2 separate regions of the Mus musculus genome follow, and region 2 is linked to region 1. The links are chromatin contacts, called in public Hi-C maps. All regions are on one chromosome and are shown on one strand. Each heading gives the region's core, a stretch centred on a gene start, on an enhancer-like site or on the middle of the called end of the contact. The rest is flanking DNA. Distances are from core to core; before and after follow the strand shown. Region 1 has its middle 150 kb from the start of Gm12511. Region 2 has its middle 110 kb from the start of Gm12519.

Evidence for each region. Hi-C and Micro-C count contacts between places; a contact is called where the count stands out from the background.
Region 2: a contact with region 1 is called in a Hi-C map of embryonic fibroblasts, with 2.4 times the contacts expected there. The contact joins two enhancer-like sites. A contact is called at or near these places in 4 of 484 Hi-C or Micro-C datasets (the 3T3-L1 cell line, 3T3-L1-derived adipocytes, the HL-1 cell line and 1 more) and 5 of 115 datasets of contacts at active chromatin or transcription factors (astrocytes, bone marrow-derived macrophages, embryonic stem cells and 2 more).

What each region holds. Positions count from the first base shown.
Region 1 is chr4:55,714,757-55,722,435 of GRCm38.p6, reverse strand. No RefSeq gene overlaps it. Among named protein-coding and RNA genes, the nearest start is that of Gm12511, 150 kb to the right of the region's middle. Within about 2 kb of position 3,680, at least 53 of the 459 cell types and tissues checked have an H3K27ac peak or open chromatin away from gene starts, as enhancers often do. A contact at or near this core is called in embryonic fibroblasts and fibro-adipogenic progenitors, where this site is marked.
Region 2 is chr4:56,109,821-56,117,499 of GRCm38.p6, reverse strand. No RefSeq gene overlaps it. Among named protein-coding and RNA genes, the nearest start is that of Gm12519, 110 kb to the right of the region's middle. Within about 2 kb of position 3,564, at least 178 of the 459 cell types and tissues checked have an H3K27ac peak or open chromatin away from gene starts, as enhancers often do. A contact at or near this core is called in embryonic fibroblasts and fibro-adipogenic progenitors, where this site is marked.

The sequences.
Region 1 (7,679 bases), core at 2,431-4,930:
CATTGCTTCATTTCAAATCTCTCTGTTAATTCCAAATACTAGGAAACTGAGGCAGATCAGTTAAGCCAAGCGAGTTGCCCACTGTTATATATGTGGGAATTCCTCCCAAACCTGCCTGGTTCTATTGATTTTTACCAGACCACCTTTCTGTCAAAAGCCAGGACTAGCTGCCCAGGGGACCTTTGTTGGGACGCACTACAGGCTCACCCCCTATCCCTGCTGCTATATCACAGTTCAAACAACTTGAGATCCCTGGCATGCAAGCAGAGCCTCCCCAGCAGTGTGGCTGAGCGAAAGGCCAAGCAGCTTGGAAAACATTTACTCATGCTCTGGCCAGGCCTGGAGACATTGCCAGTGATAAATCATATCTCTTAATTATCTGCGATCCTGAGGCCAGCCAAGATTTCCCTCTGGTGACAAATATTTGCTACAAGACACACACACCCCAATTCCCCCCAGAGGAGAAGCAGCTTAAAGAGAGGTCTGAGCTGGCTTCCTGTCAACCCTCCTCCTGTCCACCCATCCCTCAGGAGCTGGGTCCCTGCCTGGGCATGCCTCTTTTTGAAATTCCCAGCTTTCTGTTGGGGTTTTAGCATTGTGTGCTCTTGGAACAGTTCCCAAATTAGAGAGTCACTTGCTTATGCTAATCAGGGACGAAACAGGAAATAGAAGGGCATAGGGTCTGGGTTCAAGTCAACTTGGGACAGGAAAAGCATCTCCTCTTGGTCAGAGCCCTCCTCAGTATAAGGCTACGGCCCTGGCTTGTCGGCTCCTACACCTGCTAGTCTGTCTAGGGCTCTCTAGAGTCTTATTGCTATCCACTCCTCCCAATGGCCACAGTCATGCTGAACCTACTGAAAAGCTTTTAAACATGATGGCATATATTACTGCTTTCCTCTCTTCACTGACCAGAAAACACCTATTCACGATCTGAAATCTGCTGTAAATAAATGCCCCAGCCCCACCCCAGATCCCGTGTGTTTCCCTATCCCCCTGTGCCTCTGCAGCTTGCACCAACAGCAGTTTAACCTGATGTCCACTGACTTGAAGTGGATATTCAAACCATTTTCTCCCAGGATCTTCCTTCTCACAAAGCTTGGTTTTCGTTGACCCGACGATGTGTAGCTTGCTTGGGTGTTCTCCGAAGAGCCTACAAAGAGCTTTTTGATGCTCAGAGCCCCTAGCCCCACCTTGTTTACAGGACTGTTCAGGAAGTTCTATCACTTCTTATGAGCTCAATTGAATTCCCATTACAGTTGGATGTCTCTGACAAGGGGCTAGGCTCATTGAAGGTACTTAGCCATGTTCTGTCCCTCTCTTCTTCGTGTCAAAATGTCAAGGGATCTGTTACCTACTTCTATGCATCAACTTCCTGAGAGAAACCCCCAGCTGCCCTGAGACTGTTCACAGGATTAGCTGGGACTCAGGTGTAGCTGCCCAAGTCATGGAGAGGGAAGATTGAGCAGGGTTTAAAGAACAATCTGCGTGTGTGTGGAACTGAGGGGAGTGTTCAGCGAGCAAAGCATTTGCCCTGTAATTCCTGCACTGGGACAGCAGAGACACTCAGATCACTAAAGCATGGTGGGCAGCCAGTGTGGCCTAATTGAGAGCCCTGGGTCCCAGTAAGAGATCATGTCCCAACCCTCACCCCCACCCCCCCAAAAAAAGGTGGATAGTGTCAGAAGAATGGCATCAAACTTGACCTCTACCCTCCACATTCACACACACACACTCACACACTCACACATGTGAGAGCTCACATGATCACACATAAAAACCCTACCTTGCCTACCCCAAGCTGGCTTTCTGCCCTTCAAAAATGTCCCAAATGTGCCTGCTTCAATGTGTCTTTGAACTTACATGGCCAATAAGACCAGGCACAGATGGCCTATGACAGAAGCTAGGTTTGTCACTGTACTTAATATGTTCTTAATATGTTCTTAATATGTTCTTAATATGGTCCTCAGAAGCCGGCATGGAGGTGGTACAGAAGGGGCACCACTGTGCCTTATGTCCTCAACACCCTGAATTAGTGAAACAACCAATGTACACATCACTCCAGAGCAACCCTTTGGAAGTAGCATCAGAAACCACTCAGGACTTCTCAGGCTCTCATAGCATCAAAGACCCAGGCTCTTTCCCTGACGGATGGAGCTAAGGTACAGGGATGAATCTGCTTCAGGAGCTGGGGGCAGGCGGCCGCAGATAAGGGCCGGCCAGGTGGGTGCTGCTGATTCCTTAGATGCTTTCAGCCAGAGGAAGGGAATGATTGCAACCTGGTGTCTAGAGCTCCTGTGAGCTTCATGTTGACAGCCACCCTGGGAGCCCAGAGGGAAGAGACAAGTCACTGCTGCTGCTACCCAAAGCATTGCTGAAACCTGAGCGCTGAGCTATGGGAAAGGGAGAGGAAGGGGCAAGGTTGGAAAGCTTGAAGTCGAAAAAGCAACAAGCCTAGAGAAGTATTTAAGAAATAGAGACTCATCAAGATGCGTGTCCTGGCTCACATGTCCAGGTGGGTAGTAGCCATTATTAGCCACATCAAAGGCTACAGCAGAAAGGGGAATTCGCTGGGAACAGGAGGCAGGGAGCACTGGGTGACGATGGAATTTTAGAGGGGAAGCTCTAGGCAGTTTCCGCGTGACTGTGGATAATGGGCCAAAGTTTAGTTTAGGGCCAATGTGGAGACCAGAAATGCAGAAAAGGACTGATAATCCTAATAGAAGGAATATGCCTGACCAGAGAGTATGGAAAGAGACCAGAGGAGCCTTGGAGGCCCTGGGAAGAGGAGAGCAAAAGAACATCTGTGCAGAGCATGTCAGGCATTAACAAGAGATGGAGAAGGGGAGGCCAATTCTAACTGGGTCCTTCTGAGACTGTGAGAAGTACCTAGCACAGCCCCTGGTATACAATGTCCTAACTATAATAGTCTCCACACTAGAATAGGTGAGATTCCCAGTTCCCCATTGGTTGCCTCAAACTGCAGAAAGGGGGCCACCTATACCTAACATATTGTGACTTTATATGTATGTATGTATGTATGTATGTATGTATGTATGTATGTATGTATGTATGTAAACATATGGAGAGAGACCCATGACCAAGTTTAGCTTATGAAGTAGCCATATTAACAACAACTATTAAAATGAACAAATATAGTAGTGTATATAATTAAAGTTAAGTAAAAGCTATGAATGATTGATTGATTTTTGGAACTTTCCATTTAATATTTTTGGGCAACAATTGACTAAAGGTAATTGAAACTATCCAAAACAAAACCATGGGTGAAGGATGTGTTACTGCTACAACAATACATTCAATTTTCATTTCCTTAAGTTTTTATTTTTTCAGTGCTGGGGCTTGAACTTAAGCCTTGTGTGTGCTAGGCAGGTGCTCTACCATTGAGCTATATCCCCAAATCTCCCATCCTTGGGGGGGGAGGGGAGACAGGGTCTTGCTATAAAGCCTAGACTGGTCTTGAATGCTCAGTGCTCCCAGTTCAGTCCTCTAAGTGCCCAGATTGCAGGTGTACACCACCAAGCCTCGCTCCACGGTTGACAATTTTTCACCTAACCAGAAAAAATCCAAACAGTAAGAGAGAACTCTCCCTCATCTGCATTCCTCTTGCTCTAGATAGTCTATTACTGGCATCCTCATCTCCAAGAGGAGGGAGTTAAGCACAGAAAGGCCAGTTAGAATGACTCATACCCCAGCCTATGCATGGAGCCACGGAGCACAGGACAGCAATCCAGAGTCCATTCCACATAAACGACACTTGAGTACGCCCCAGGCCCCACCTTCCTGCTTTGTCCCTGCTGGTGCTGCCACTGCAGGTGCCAACTGGCCCTCCTGGGGCATCCAAAGTGCCTGGCTCCTTCAGCCCAGTGCATCTTGACTTCTAGTTATGTCAAAAGGCTCCTGGCTGCCAAGCACTGATTGCAAAACTACTTCTGATGATTTAACTGTAAATGAATCTGAAACATACGGACTGAATTTCTCTGGAACTGCACACCAAAATTTTCATCTGATTAAAAATCTTGAGAGTCCATGTTGAAAAAAATCACAAGAAAAAAAAAGAAGAAGAAGAAGAAAAACAAAGTGGTAATTCAGTGGAGGAGGTCAAAGGAGCATGAAGAGAGAACAGCTGGTCTAGAAAGAACTCTCTCAACACCTCCCTGTCTAGGGTTAGTGAGTGCTTCCTCAGGGGCTGTAAATGTTCCCCACATCTTATGAGGGCACAGTGCTCCTAAGACTGACAGGCAGGCCTACCTATGCCAGAATGCTCAAAATCAGATGATAACTAAAGAGAAAACCTTATTCATATAGCCATTCATGTACCCACATACAAAGTGTATGTACAAGGTGTGTATATGTCAGATCGCATGCTTTCTTTATCAGAAGTATAAGTTTATATCCTAATTACAAATATAGTGATTCAGAGATATATTTAGGTAACATAAATACAGAGCATCACTACTCTCTCGGGAAAAGACATAGATAGATAGATAGATAGATAGATAGATAGATAGATAGATAGATAGAGAGATAGAGAGATAGAGATAGATAGATAGATAGATAGATAGATAGATAGATAGATAGATAGATGATGGATAGAATTTAAATGATACAACTATATGTCATATTTATTTTATAGAAGTATTGAAAATTGCATATATGCTATGTATTCTACATACTCATATTCTCAAACTAGTTGTGTTATTTTTGTTTTATGAGATAGTATCTCATGTCACCCAAGCTGGCCTCAAACTCACTCTGTAGCCAAGGATGACAATGAACTTTTAATCCTCCTGCCTCTACTTCCTAAGAACTAGGATTCCTGGCACGTGTCACTGCGCCTAGTTTACGTGATTCCAGAAATCAAACTTAGGTCTTTGTACATGCAACATAAACACCCCACCAACTGAGCTAACACCAGCTTACTGTCTGTTAATATATGCTAAATAGAGACATTTAATATGTGCAAATATAAAATAAAATATGCAAATATAAAACTACACTAGTCTTAAACAAAACACAAAAGGAATGGAAGTTTGTAGATCCGTGGGGGCTGAGTAAAACTGACCTAGCTCCAAATCTCTAATCTTAAGAGGAGGCTGAGGGTAACTATTCAGATTTTATGGAACTGTGCTTCTAGCGGCCCAGAGCCAATCCATCCAGCTCACAGTGGATAAGAACTCTCAGCATGTCTGAGCTGAATGCAGGAAGATGAAACCTGTCACCATGAAGAGCACACAGGTCACTGGCATCTTCACAGCTGGCATCTGCGAGCAAATCTTCTTAAGACACCCATTGCTGGTACCTTTGCGCCCCCCCCCCAGACTTCTTCCAGTGGACTTGAAGAGAAATCCTCCAACCAAATAAAAACAAAGGTCACTTTTGCCAAAGAAATTCCACCATCTCGGAAACTCTGAGGACAAGCTGGGAGCAGTGGAATAAAGTTATCCTAGTACCTGAGGGGTGGAATTGGGAGCTCGCAATCATTCCGATACATGGTGAACTTTAAGGGTAGCCTGGGCTATGAGAATATGTCTCAAAAAAAAATCAAAACAGCATACCCCTTAAAAAATAAAAAATAAAAAGAACGTCTTGCTGTGATCAATTATGAAGGTCCCAGAGGCTCAGCTGGCGAGCATGGTGGTAGTGGTGGTAACAGTGGTGGTTTTATTTTCTGTGTTCCTCTTTCCTCCCTAGTACATTCGACAATCCTTATCTGTTTTCTTTTCTTTCCTCTCCCAACCCCTCGGTGCTATTAGGAAATAGTTTTGGGAAACACTTGCTCAAAACACAACAGCAGAAAATGGGTGAGCAGCCAAAGCCTGTGAGAAGCAGCATTTGGTAGCTCTGAAGCCAATGACCACACTGGTACAGCCTGCGTCGTTCAGGGCTGCAGATGTCAGAGCCATGCATCCAGACACACACACACAGCCACAGCCTCCGTGCCAGTTCCCTCACCCCACCTAACACTGCTAAACACTGGCTTATGTGGAGAGGGAACATCATTCAGCCAGTGCCTTTATCTTCAAGTGCAGGTGGGGCCCTGTAGGCCACCATCCAGCTGTTAATAACTGTGGAAATCCCTTGACTGGGTCTCCATCCACTGGACTCCTCCCTGTATGTCACAAATGTCTGTCGTTTGGGTAAGCCCTGCCAGCCAAAGGGAAGAAGAATCCTTGCCAAGCTTGCAAGGGCATGGCTGTTGACTCTGCCAGGAATCTGCGAGTACTTCTGGCTCAAGGCAAGAGTTAACCCTTGACAAGGTTCAGGAAGTAAGGAAATCCATTGCCAGGAACAAGCACTGACTCAGGAGTTAGCATCAGTTCAAACCTCAGCCCTCAAGCAGAAGGGGCCGTGGGCAAGTGTTGCACTTTGGCTGTGGCTATTCACCTGAGAGGCAGATGGGATAACAATTGTAGTATTTTATAAATAAAGTATCAGGACAAGATGTGCTAAATAAGACAAGGATTTAGCACAGTGCATTAGCACAGTGAATTCTCAATGAATGGTAGTTATTGTTGTTGCTTAGTTGTTAAATCTAACTCACTAAAATAAACTAGAAAACCAATGTCATTCCCTTTTTTCCTGTTGTTACTTCAGAAATGTACTAACAACTACAAATATGCATGCATGTGCACGTGAGTACCTGCACACACAAATACACATATACATGGCCACAAATACATGCTCACACAAATAAAGACACTCAGACATACAAACACACACAGACACACACAAACACACAGACACATATATGCCTCTTCTGTTAAAATACCATTCGCATACTTGTTCACTATAGAGACGCCACCATAAGCCACTCTATACTGGTTTCCTTTGCTTACTACTACTTCTTTGACTCCGTTTTAACATTCAGCTAGCATTTGGATTTGAACGAGGAAAAAAAAGGCCCAGGCACCCACAGTCTTCACAGGACTTCAATGGACACCTCGCCGAAGAGGTTCTGATTTCGGGACCCTGCCAAGGATCTATGGAGGCATGGCCATTGTTGACGATATGCTTGAAGATAGATAAACTAATGGCAAGTGGAATATCAGCCAACGACTTTCTCGGAGGACATAACACTGCCCTGGAAACTGCTTCCTGGATGTCACTGCCCCTCTAGACCAAGCAGAGGTATGCTATCCAGCCAGAAGCACACAGTCACTCCGTCTTCATCATGGAGATATGTGAGTGCTGAGATCTGAGTTAGCACTCCTGAATCCAGAGTGTGTTCAGCTGTAGGTCAGCGGGTACAATGTCAGGCCTTGAGGTGATTAAAAAAAAAAAAATCCACCTCCCAGCCTTTCAACAAAAGGGGGGACCCAAAATGAGGGGACCTAAAACAGAAAGGGAAAGGCGACCTAAAGTTTCATAATTTATGCGCTGATCTAAATCCTCTCCGCACGCTCTCAAAAGGTTGATAATATTATCTTCACTGTCTAGCTGGGAATGCTGAAGCTCTGGGAAGGCAAGCAACATCCCCAGGACACCAGTAGAGTGATTCAGTTTCAAGAGTGGGAGCCAGGCATAACCGCACATGCTCATAATGCCAGCACATGGAGACACAGGCGGAAGGATTGTTACATTTTCAAGATTAGTCCAGTCTACAAGTAAGTTCCAGGTCTGCCAGGGCTACACGGGGACACTATCAAAGAGGAAGAAAAAAA
Region 2 (7,679 bases), core at 2,315-4,814, 400 kb before region 1:
CGATACATTTTATAAGGATCGCTGTGATGACATTTGGCCCACTCTGATAATATATGATTTCCCCAGCTGCATGCTCTTGATCTGTAACTTTACCACATCTGCAGAGTTATGGATCTCATGCAGTGCAGTGTATGCACAGGTGAGAGAACTTGGATGTCCTAGGTGGGGGAGGGACAGCGCAGTATTTGACCACCATAACTATAGTTACCTAACTTTATGTTCAATTTTTTATTTCAATATGCTAATTGTAGCATGTAAGTGTATTTTACTGTAAAATCTGTATGGATTTGTTAGCATCATCTCATGGTCAATACCAAGGTATGTCATTGGCAGGAGCATTTGGAAGATGTTTCAGTCATTTTTCCAAATTCCCCTCCAGAAAGCATTCGTGATTATTTGACTCTATGAGCTATGTGGAATCCACCTGATGAGGCAGGGTTTCTAGGAAACTAAACAGCATCACATTTTTATGAGCCAAACACTCAATGTCAGAACTGGTAGTCACTTCTTTTGGCCATTTTCAGACACGTGTATTTGGCTTTCACATCCTTACACAAATGCACATATGCTTACATGATATAGGGCATTGTGAAAATCACTACAATTACTCTCATTAGTTGCACTTTATGTACACCAATAACCAATTTCACTGTGCACCTTAGCAGTGGGTTAAAATGGGCTAATGCATTGTTATCTTAAGGTTAAGCTTAGTTGCTGTTAAAGAGTTTTCATGAAGTATACAAGTGATACACATGTATTACACAATAGAAGCTACCATACCTGTCCAGGGCAGAAACCTGTAGGCAGGAATAAATCAGAGGCCATAGATGGTGCTTCTATTGGCTTGATATTCACACTGCTTTCTGATAGCAGTCCAAACCACATCTGCAGCCTAGGGGTGGCACCACCCATAGTGGGCTGGGTCCTCCTATGTCAGTTATCAAGCAAGGAAATATACCACAGGCTTGCCCACAGGTCAGTCCTGTGGGGCTTATTTTTTCAGTTGAGATTCCTTCTTCCCAAATGATTCTACCCTGAGTCAAACTGAACTAGCCCACATATTGTTTATTTTTTTAAATCTAAGTTTTGTGATTAATGAGTCATTATTTTTCATTTCCCACTTATTTTATATTTAAAAGTTACATTCTAATTTTAAGGTAATTGAGACATTAACTACATTTTGAATCTTTTAATAATAATTATGTTTGATGTCATATAAAGCATATGGAATTTGAATTTATCAATAAACAAGATGAAGATCAAGTCAATTTTTATCTGTCTGATGATTAATTTTAGACACATTTGCCAAGATCACTTGATCACTGTTGAACCTTTTCTACTTTGGGCTTCCTTAAATACTTGTTTTTTAATTGTGTGTGTGTGTGTGTGTGTGTGTGTGTGTGTGTATGTGTGTGTGTGTAAAATATGGGTCTGTGCACATGCATACAGTGCCCATGGAGGTCTGGATCCTCTGGAGATGGGGTTTTAGGTGTTTGTGAGCCCCCTGATGTGGGTTCTGGAAACTAAACTCAGATCCTCTATAGAACTCCATGCACTCTTATCCACGGAGATGTCTATCCAGACCCCACACTGAATTTCCTATTTTTCAGTATTATTGTGAAGTTCTATGGTGTTTATGGCTAACTTTAGAAGTTCTGTTTCGTTCTACTGGTATAAGTACCCAGTTTTCTAACAATACCATCGGCGATCACAATGTGAAATAGCATTTTTTCTGATAAATTCTTCCACATACCCATTGTTTTAAACATTGGCTTGCCTATTTGCTCACTCCTTCAGCATTCTCAGGATAAACAATTTTCCTAATGTAAGAAAAAAATCCTATTTTGTTACCTTTACACTTATACATTATTTTAGGAAGATTGCTTCCTTATCTGGTCATCTCATCTAGGAATTTAAAACTTCTCTGGATTTTATATACTTCTCTTTGAATCTTCTACAGTTTCATTTAAGTAGCTACACACTGTGGGTTCTGGGAACTGAACCCCAGTTCTCAGAAAGAGCAGTATAAGCTTTTAACTTTTGGGCCATTTCTTCAAGCCAGATTCCTAATAGTGCTGACAACTGTTACTCTTATCTAAGTAGTCATCAAATAGTAATAGTTTCCTATTGTTCCCATAGTTCTCTTTTAAAATCCTTTATTTATTTACTTAATGTATGTGAGTATACTGTAGCTGTCTTTAGACACACTAGAAGAAGGCATCGGATCCCATTGCAGATGGTTGTGAGCCACCATGTGGTTGCTGGGAATTGAACTCAGGACCTCTGGAAGAGCATTCAGTAGTGCTCTTAACCTCTGAGCCATCTCTCCAGCCCGTTCCCATAGTTCTTAATTTATTCTATTTTATGGTCCAAATTTTCAGAGAAACAAGAAACAGTGATGTCACCTGTCCTTTTCCTTTGGTTGAAACCCTTGTGATACTTCATCATGAAGTAAGGCAAGATGATGTTTTGTTCTCTTTTAGAGGGACAAACACATGCTTTTATTACCCTCTTTAAATCTCATTAAAATTATTAGAAAAAATAACCCAGAACTAAAACTGAGATGATGATGATGATGATGATGATGATGATGATGATGTGTGTGTGTGTGTGTGTGTGTGTGTGTGTGTGTGATCTGAGTGAGATTTTAGTACAATAAACATGTTCTGGCTCCTGAGTGAGGAGCAGGCTGACTGGGTTATATGTTCTGGTAGGAATATCCTGTGGTACTTGTTTCTCTTCAGCTTGTGGGTGGCAATTCCCCAATTTAGAGATTTGTTAAAATATGGGGAAATACTCCACAAAGCCTAGTAGAAACAGACCATGAATGTGGAGAAATCTGCATACACCACACCAGGTTTCTTCTACAGGGTGAATGTTAATAGGCAACATCCTTCATGAAGACCTCTACAGCCTTTAATTTTTGCTTCTCTTTTATCACAAACGATCTCATTGTCAAATAGTGAAAAAACAGTTGCAAATATGAACAGAATGTGTAGTTAATAGCGAATGTGTAGCCCCCTCCCCCCAAAAAATCTCCATAGCTTTAGCATTGGTTCATTTGGATGTATAAAGTTTGGATATAGCAAATGTTTTACTGACTTCCTTAAACCAGCTCCATGATGTTTTTGTTTGTGAATTAATTAGAATAAAGAGACTTTTTAAAATAAAAAATTAAAATAACGCAAATGAGATTATTAGCTTCTAGCTGGAAAGGATTCTGACTCTTAATTACAGCCATAAAAATCCCCAATGCTTGGTTTCTTCTGTGAGGGCCTTGTCAGGGCAGCGGTGGGGAAGCTTTGCTGTTGAGGGCAGGAAGGAGAAGGGCAGGGAAGCCACAGGAAGCCTGAGCCACATCTCCTGGCCCCTCCCCTGAGCAACGCTGCGTGTTGTTGCAGTACTGTACTGTTCGACTGCGCAATCATAGTTAACATTCTTCTTCCAGGCACATTGAAAACGTTTGGCTTGCATTCTCCTCGAGCTGTTTTATAAGGGCAATAACCAAGGCCAGGGTGTGCTCTTGTCAGCAGGCAAAGCACGCAGTGCAGGCTGCCAAGAGTTTCCTGCTCCGGGGCCACCCATCCTTGGCTACAGGATGCAGGGCTGGAGCTTAAAGTAGCTTGCGTGGAGCCTGTGCTGGGACTTTCTGTTCTCACAGATCATGCTTGAGATTCCATCCTTCAGCTCTGCAGCCCTGATCAGTGGAGTCTGCTGTGTTTGTGCTTGTTTGGGAGTAGTTCTGAACACATGTCAAAGCAGCCGTCTAAGGCTTAGCTGGGAAAATGGTCTTTGAAGGCTAGCAAGCTGCATTTTCCTCCTGCTAATTCAAGCTCAGAGTTCCCACGAGTCAGCTGCTGGGGAAGTGGGCATTCCCTTCATCTACTCCCTGTGAACTAATTTCTGGAATGGGCTGACAGTGCACATGCCAAGTGGAAGGTTCTAATACTGTTGCCCCACCCCATTTGAAGTCCACCTTGGCAATGGGCAGATGGCTTTTGCGTGTTATTTATTGCCAGGGTCTGTGAAGGGGAGAGTCCCCAGGAGATCGCTGAAGCTGTTTTTGCAGGATTTCCTTTGATTGGAAGCTGTTGGCTGTGCTTTCTGCAGCTGGCTCTGTCACAAAGCAGAGGGCTCAACGCATCCCCCATGAGACAACTGCCATGCCAGCACCAAGGAGGTGCTGGCTGTGAAGTGCCTTGGACGAGAAGATGAGGTGCTGTTGCTGTTGCCTTCATCAGTAAGGAGGCAGCTTAGCCTTGGGAGGAGCGGAAAGAGCGTTGGCGCACATCTGAGAGGTTTACATTGGAATGTCAGTTCTTCTGTTAACTGAAAGCATGACCTTGACCTAAAGTGTTTTCATTTATAAAATAGCAATTGGTAACTAAAAGATTCATCCTGAAACTCATGGCAGAGAACCAATAGGATAAAACATGCATACTTTCTCTCCTTTCTTCTGAGTTCCAAAGCCACCCTGAGCATTCTAAAGCAGGATGGATGACGTCTATAAACTCTCTGTATCTTCTCCACTTATTCAACACTCATCTGGTTGTCATCCAACAGACTGAAAAATTAGAAAAATAAATAAATATACTCTTGTGCATTTAAAAATGTAGATAGTGTATTAGCTGCTAAGGATAAAGAAATGTACGTTGAAGACACGGTCCAATCTCTTGTCTGTCTTAAAAATAAAGGAAAAATAAAGATGTTAAATGGCTAATAAATGTTAAAGATGTTATAGCAGTGGGTACAAGAAGAAAGGGACATATGCAGATAAAGTATTTACTGTACTCTGTGGACTAACAAAAGGCCTTTCAAAAGAGGGGATGGCTACCAGAAGATTGTGTTAAGCTATGGAGGGCAACATCAGACAGTTCCAAACTTTAGAGACAGGAGTCTTGCTGGCACTTGAATTTTAAGTGTCGGAAGATCCATATGCTAAAGGTTTGGTCATCAGATAGAGGTGTTATTGCGGTGATCTTTAGGAGTTGGGACCTTAGAAAGGAAGTGAGGCCATTGGGAGTTTCCTGAGGGCATTATTGGGGCCCTCCTCTCTCTTTCTTTGCTCTCAACCAGCTGCCATGAAGTTACCAACTTAGTTTGACCACATGGTCTTAGGCTTGAGGGTCTGCCTCTCTCCTAGCTCCAAAGCAACTGATCCACCTATCCCCAGAGTGAAACCTCTGAGATGGTAAACTCAAATGAATCTTTCTTTCTTTTCTATACATTGATTATTCCAAGTATTTTGTCACAGTGCAGGAAAGATGACTGATACAATCTTTAAAACACGGAATAAAAGGAAGCTACTCTTTTTAAAAGAATCTATTATCTGTAAAAGGAAGGGTTTAAAAAGTTGTAACATCGGGGCTGGAGAGATGGATCAGTGGTTAAGAACACTGGCTACTCTTAAGAAGGTCCTGAGTTCAATTCCCTGCAACCACATGGTGGTTCACACCATCTGTAGTAAGATCAGACGTCCTCTTCTGGTGGGTCTGAAGACATTGACAGTGTACTCATACATAAAATAAATTAAAAAAATCTTTTTTTAAAAGATCTAGGATCTAACCACTAGGTTACAATAGTCTGTAGGTAAGTTCAGCTCCATCTGTCTCAACAGAATTCCTTTTGGCAGTCTAAGCAGTGGTATCCTAAACCAGGGATAAACTTATAAAAGCCAAGAAGGGGATTATTTAGCTGAAGAGTTTTTTTCAGTTTGTGGCATGATTATCTGCCATGCACACAGCTTTGAGTTTGATTCTTAATTTCACATAAATCAGATATGGCGATGCACACCTGTGATCCCAAACACCCACGTAATGAAGGCAGGAGGATAAGAAGTTCCAGGTCATTCTCAAATGCATATCCAGCTTGGGCTATATGAGACCTATCTCCAACAAAAATAAAAGGGATATTTGATGTGAGGTTCACCAGTTTTGTGTCTCAGACTGGATCTGGCTAGATGATGGTGAATCCCATTGTCTGTTCCTGAAACCACAGGGAAAGCCTGCCTCAGGGTCTCTTCAGAGCCCTGTGTCTAGGGGTTAACTAAGCTACTATAGACAGAGGACTGTAGGACATTTCCAGACTTAACTATAAGAAGGCTTTTATGATTTTCATGCTCTGGAAAGAAGAAGGGCACCAGGCCAGTCATTCACAGAGGAACCACAGAGCTGCAATGCTGAAATTACCCAGGATAGTAATGGGACTAAGATACAGATTTTGATTGTAATCATCTTACAACTTCATGAGGATTGCTTTTACAGTAGCCAATCTTTCTTTACCTAATACATGTATCTAGACACAGCCTAACAGGCATTGTTGCTGGATAGAACACAGGTTAAGAAATCATGAGTGTTGGCTTTAGTCTCATCAAGGCTTTGTTTGGGTGGATAAAAGTCCCACGTTTTAGATAAACGTGGGTAAGACATACTATAGTTACTCTGAGTGATGACTAGGCATACAAGTATTGGGGAAAGCAGAAATAAGATTGCTGTTCCCAGAAGGCTTCTGTCTTTACACATATTTTATGATTTTGACTATTGTTGTCAGCCTATCAGTGTTTAGTGAATTTGAGGTAGGCTGATGAGATTGGAACTTTATATCTGAAGAACTGACCCCGGACGCCACATCAGAAGACTTTGTGGCTGCTGAGGCTGTGGTGAGTGATAGATGAGCTTATCTCACCTTTGGACAGTGCTGTGATGATTCCCTGTGAAACCATGAGAGCACGAGGACAGCAGCAGCCCCCTTCTCACCTTACTACTCACTTCAAACTCTATAGATCACTGCGTTCTCTTGCTTACCCGACACCATATTTCTCATTGGTTCTGTTTCCAAATAAGTGGTTGGACCAAGCCTCAGGAAGGTTTGCTGATGGCTTTAAGAGGATACTTCTCATTATTGGCAGATGGTAAACTAAAAATCAACTGTTCTGGGTGCCCAAGTCCAATTACTATGAATATATCAAATTCTCTCTCATGAGCAACACATAGTCTAAGAAGTGAATACAGGATACGGCCTGGAACATGGAAGAGCAGATTTCCTTGTTATACCTTTTACACCTGGACTTTTCATTTGAGCAATGTGTTCCAGGCTAAGCAAATTTCTTGGACACTACAACAGCAGACTATATTTTCTGATAACATTTCTCAGAAAGTGAGTTTCATTTCTAAAGACAGGGAGAAGATGGCGATTCGTAGAAGATGGTGTCCTTTCCTACCTTGCTGAGATCACATGCTACCTCATAACAATAGACTTCTGTTATGTGGCAATTGACTCAGAGATAAAAAGCTTCCATCTTGGAAGCAAGCTTAAGATGTAGGCAGAACTAAAAGTTGTGCAGTGTATTCCTAGTTGCCAGCTTTTATGAGCTGTTACTCAAGTGGGAGTGAGCTTTGGGTGATATGGCTGAGGTTTTTTCTTTTTTTCTTTCTTTCTTTTTTTTACATGTAAGTTACCCTTTCCCTTGTCTCCTATAAGAAAGCTTAGCAAACTAACTGGTTTCCCAAGTTGGACTTTGATGGTATTGTTACTTTTTTGTTATTGATTCCATACTGGAGTGAGTAGACATTTGTTCTTATCTCCCCAGGAAGAGTTCCATTATAGAGAAAGGGTGATGGGTAGTCAACTTTTTATTTTGGTTGTCTTTGTTGGTGGTGGTTTTGCTTGTTTGTTTGTTT